Linked DNA regions of Ovis aries: region 1 is linked to region 2. A link is a contact called in public Hi-C data. All regions are on one chromosome and are shown on one strand. Each heading gives the region's core, a stretch centred on a gene start, on an enhancer-like site or on the middle of the called end of the contact. The rest is flanking DNA. Distances are from core to core; before and after follow the strand shown.

The links. A called contact is a pair of places that touch in the nucleus more often than the background predicts.
Region 1: a contact with region 2 is called in a Hi-C map of muscle, with 4 times the contacts expected there. The contact joins the promoter of CDT1 here to the promoter of ZC3H18 in region 2. A contact is called at or near these places in 4 of 16 Hi-C or Micro-C datasets (blood, liver, mixed tissues and 1 more).

The regions. Positions count from the first base shown.
Region 1 is chr14:13,552,332-13,555,031 of ARS-UI_Ramb_v3.0, reverse strand. CDT1 (chromatin licensing and DNA replication factor 1) reads right to left here and starts at 1,292. Exons shown (of 10, transcript XM_027977741.3): 1 at 966-1,292; 2 at 366-491; 3 at 138-289. The coding sequence starts at 1,196.
Region 2 is chr14:13,379,032-13,381,731 of ARS-UI_Ramb_v3.0, reverse strand. ZC3H18 (zinc finger CCCH-type containing 18) reads right to left here and starts at 1,250. Exons shown (of 18, transcript XM_042231545.1): 1 at 1,095-1,250.

The DNA of each region.
Region 1 (2,700 bases), core at 43-2,542, 170 kb before region 2:
GACTATGCTGACCCCCTTGGAAGGAGCAATCCTTACACCCAGCTCAGCCAGGTCCCCTTACACCCAGCTCAGCCCAGCTTCATCAGGCCTCCCATCAGCTTACCCTTTCCTGGGGTGCCTAGCCACCCAGGACTCACCATGGGCCCTCCAGGCGTCCCTCATCCTCTGGAGCACTGGGTTCCCCAGCATCCTTCTGTGCACTTGCTTTCAGCTCCTGGACTCGTGCCCCCAGCTCCTGTGCCCGCTGCAGGCACGACTTGAGCTCAGACACGGTGACCTTTGAAGGGACCTGTGGAAAGGGTGCATCAGTCCGCCTGTCACCCCACTCCAGTCCACCTACCCTGCCCTCGGTCCAGCCTCCTCACCTTGTTCTCCTGGGCTGCCAGGCAGGGTCGCCCACCAGCTGAGCGAGCAGCCTTCTTTGTCTCCTTGCTCTGTGGAGAAGGGTGCTCTGGCGAGACAGGGGCAGGCGGGGAACTGGGGCCAGAGACCTATGGGAAGGACCCCAAAGGTGATGAAACCACAAGACCCTGGGGTGCACCGTCTCCCAGAAAGCATCTCTCCAGTCCCCTCGGTTAACCAGGAGACGCCCACTCCCAGCCAGGTCGAGTCATCCAGGCCCGACCCTCGCCCAGTCTTGCAGACGAGCCTGGTGTTAACCAGCCCGCTGGCCCTCTTCCAACATTGGTCAGACCGGGCATCCCCGCCGTCTCGGACGTCCTCGGGAAGAGAGGACCCCGCATACTAGGTGCACGTGACCTGGCCCAGCCCCTCCTCCCACTGGGGTGGATCTAGGTTCACCCCGGGCTTCCAGGCCCCCTGTCGGTGCCCTCTTCCAGGGCGGGTCTCTCCAGCAGCCCCGCCTCCTCCCCGCCCGGCACCAAACGCCTCTCCACGGGTTCCCTCCCATCTGTCCGTCACCCCAGCCTCAGTTTCCCCCTCCCCTCCGCGCCCCGCGCTCTCACCGCGTCAGCCGGCAGCCTCAGCCTCTTGCGCGCGGGCGGCACACGCTCGTCGCGCGTGGGCTCGGCAGGCGGGCGGGCGCGCTTGCGGCTGCTGCCAGGACCCGGAGCCGCGGCGCAAGCCGCGGACTTGGCAGGGCTCGGGGTGCGCCACGCCGGCTTGGCGCGCGGCAGCGTGGTGCTGACCCCGGGCCGGCGGCGCGCAAAGAAGTCGGTGAGGCGGCGCTGCGCCATGACGGAAGCGGCGGGATCAGAAGCAGCAGGAGCACTGCGGTCGGCCGGCGGGCGGAAGTGGAGCTGCGCTTCCCGCGGATTTTCGCGCCGCACCCTGGCTCCGCCCCCGCCATGGGCGGGACCATTGGCACCACGGCCAGGGGATTTGGCGCGAGAGAGACGCTCCCGGGCGCATGCGTGCTGGTCCTCTCGCGCCGCTCTCGCTCGGGCTGCGCCTGCCGCGCATGCGCCACTCGGAGGGCCTGGGGTCATTGGCTGTGCCCATGCTATCTTCCAGGCCTTGGCGCGGTTTGCGCTGGGCGGGGCAGATCCGAGTGGGCGCCAAGCCAATGCTGTCCTGGCAAAGAGGGAAATGGTACGCTGCTTCCAGCGGAAATTTAAGCTAATACGGTGCAGTAAAGCTGGCGTCAGACTGCTCGGACCTGGAGGGCTCTGTGCACGTGGGAAGCGCATCCTGGGCCTGGCCTGAGGCTCGGTGTGTGGATCCGGACGCTGAGGCAGCGGTGGTGCGCCTCTCGGACCGAAACCACTGAATTGCACACTTCTTTAAGGGTGAACGTGATTATCGAGCTATCTGGCAGGTTTCTTGTCTGTGGAATTCCCATCATAGAAGAATGCAGTTAGCCCGGTCCTGAAGTCTGACCGCAGCTCTGGGAGGAAACTAAATAACAAGGGTTGTCTTTGGGAGGGGGTGAAAACTGAGACTAGACTGGCGTTTTACTTTGCCATCTTTGCCAAGTTTTGTGTAGAGTGTGAATTGTGCCTTTAGAAAAGTTAAAGGAACAGAAACATCTGTCGGGCTGCTGTTTGCAAAATGACAAGAGTGAGAAAGTTGGGAGCCGCGGAGACAGGTGGATATAGAAGCATCGTTTCCCATATGTCATAAAGGGTGTCCGCAACTAGGTCCATAGTTTGTTAACAGACAGGAGCAAGCTATTCGTGGGCCGAGGCTATAAGGCTACATTTTGCTACAGTTTTGTTTGGTGTGTGTACTCTTGAGTCACCCAATAAAATTTTTAAAATCTACTTTATTGAAATATAGTTGCTTTACAGTATTGAGTTAATGTCTGCTGTATAGCACGGTGATATTTTACACACACACATACACACACACACACACCCTGGAGAGTAGGCATTTGGGGGTCAATATGCCAGCAGATTTGGAAAACAGCAGTGGCCCCAGGACTGGAAACGGTCAGTTTTCATTCCAATCCCAAAGAAAGGCAATGCCAAAGAATGCTCAAACTACCGCACAATTGCACTCATCTCACATGCTAGTAAAGTAATGCTCAAAATTCTCCAAGCCAGGCTTCAGCAATACGTGAATCATGAACTTCCAGATGTTCAAGCTGGTTTCAGAAAAGGCAGAGGAACCAGAGATCAAATTGCCAACATCCACTGGATTATGGAAAAGCAAGAGAGTTCCAGAAAACATCTATTTCTGCTTTATTGACTATGCCAAAGCCTTTGACTGTGTGGATCACAATAAACTGTGGAAAATTCT
Region 2 (2,700 bases), core at 1-2,500:
CCAAACGACTTCTCAGGGAGGAAGCACTCACCTTGAGATGATCTGTGAAAAAGGAAAACACCTCCTTTGCTCTCTGGAATGGTCTCATAAAACTATCTTACCCACCAAAAACTGGAGAGAAATTCTAGCCTCCAGGACATTTGTGACTGGTTTCCAGAGCTGGGTGGGTTCCACACTTGTGCTCAGATTGTAACATCATCAGGCAACAATGCCCCTGCCTGGGAAGCAGGAATTGGCCTGGGTCCAGCTTCACCCTGAGAATCCCAACCTCTGCTCTGGGACAGGACCACTCCACAGGCGACACGAAGGAGAAAGGATGAAAGCCACTGCTATGCCCCTAAACGCACTTTTCTTCCATTCTCCCCAAACGGATCTAAAGACTGACCTGCTCTCACAGATGTAGAGCTGAACAGCTCATATAATATGATCAACCACTCTATCCAGCAAACTCAGCTGTCATAAAGTATTCAGGAAAACTTAAGTTTTAGCAGGAGTAAGGCGGGAAGTTTTTAAGTCTTAGGTTCTCCCAGCAATGACCCGGCATCCTATGGGCTTTCAACCAAAGGGGCACAGGGAAGTTTATTCCAGAGTGGCGTGCGTCTTGGGGCACAGCCAATAGATCCAACCTGTGCCGCCCGGGAAGTCGAGGGAGCAAGTTCCAGGAGGATCCAGAGAGCTCAAAGCTCCCAAAGAGCCTATTCTCAGTCCGGAGGGCGAACTTGCGTGCCTCCTTCCGCACCCCCATCTTTGTGGGCGGAAAGCAGTGCCACGCGAATGTCCCGGAAGAGAAATGACAGCTTCGGGAGACCAACCCCACGACGGAGTGCGGAGGCAGCCGCCAGGCGCTCGAGCTTAGAGGGATTCAGGACCCCCGGCCAGTTCGTCCGGACCGAACCTGGGATCGTGCCTAGCTCAGCGTCCTCTTCCCGGGGCCCGAGAGTCACGCTTCGGCCGGGGGCAGCCTGGAGTGCTCCCCGGAGGCAGAGGCGGCGAGGCTCCGGGCCTCGGCTCAGTGCCGCCGCCACGCTCCTTGCCCGGCCGCCTCGGCCTCTTTCTCCCGCCGGCCAGGCCTCCCAGCCACCACCACCACTTACCTCAGCTCGAGGGCAGAGAGGGGGCCACGGCTTCGCAGGGGTCGGGACGGCGCGGAGAAGGCGTCTTTCGGCCCTTCCGCTGCTCCCAGGCTCCGGCTTCAGGCACGACGCGGGCGGAACAAACGGGCTCCACTAGCCGCGGGGGCCGGCCATTGTGCGACGTCATCAGGCCGCGACGGTTATCTGCGGGCCGGCGGGCTTCCCTCGCTCGCCACGCCCCCCACCTGCTTCCTTCCGGCCTCCGCGCCCCCGCCCCCGTGCGGCCCCGCCCCCTCGGGGCGCGCCCGCCCGAGTCATGGCGCAGGCGCGGCCGGGGCCCCGACCCTAGGGCGGGTCTCAGAGCGCGCGCACCGCCCATCGAGGTGCGAGGAAGGATGTCCGCGGCGCGTGGTCACGTGAAGTACTGGCGCAGGTTCCCGACTAGCCGTCCGCTGTTCCCGCTGTACCCGACCAGGCATAGCTGGGTCCCGCGACGTCACGGCTCAGCGCTTACCTTCTCCAGTCCTGCTGAAGAGCCCCCGGCCTAAAGTTAATCCTTTTCGGGAAATGAGTTTAAATAACAAAACTTAGACCTTTTACATTGCTTACTAGGGACTACATAGCTCCCTCTGTTAAAATATCAGTTCAACACAAAATTAATCATTTTCGAAAACCTGAGTTTAAATGTCAAAGTTTAAACGTTTTAGAAACTATTTCTGTGGTACTAAATAGCTCTTGCTTTATAAAATATAATCAGTCCAACACAAAATTTAATCATTTTTTGATACTGAGTTTAAATGTCAAAGCTTAAAAGTTTTAAGCTAATCCTCATGCGGTTAAAAAGTATCAACAGGTCCAAGATCTAATCACTTAGATGCTAAACCTATCAAGTCTAATTGATATTGCAGCCTCTCCCTAGAGTGGAAATTTAAACCCATTAGTCTGCAACCCAACAGTCTGATCAGCACTAGGGAGATGACCTGTATATGACCCCTCCCCTTCCTAAAGTAAGGCACCCTTGTAGGAGCAACCTACCCTCTTAGCTTCCTTTTCCCACCCTCTGTGCCCATAAAGACCCAGTTCTCCCCAGTCAGTCTCTCCCATCAGGAAGTTTCCATAAGCCTCTTATCCTTATCCCTCAGAGGGCAAACAGGATGAAAACCACAAACACAGAAAACTAACCAAACTGATCAAATGGACCACAGCCTTGTCTAATGCAATGAAACTATGAGCCATGCTGTGTAGGGCCACCCGAGATGGACGGGTCGTGGTGGAGAGCTCTGATAAAACATGGTCCACTGGAGAAGGCAATGGCAAGCAACTTCAGAGTTCTTGCCTTGAGAACCCCATGAACAGTATGAAAAGGCAAAAAGATATGACACTGAAAGATGAACTCCCCAGGTCCGTAGGTGCCCAATATACTACTGGAAATCAGTGGAGAAATAACTCCAGAGAGAATGAAGAGACAGAGCCAAAGCAAAAACAACACGTTTGTGGATGTGACTAGTGATGGAAGTAAAGTCTAATGCCGTAAAGAACAACATTGCATAGGAACCTGGAATGTCAGGTCTATGAATCAAGGTAAACTGGAAGTGGTTGAATAGCAGATGGCAAGAGACATCAACCT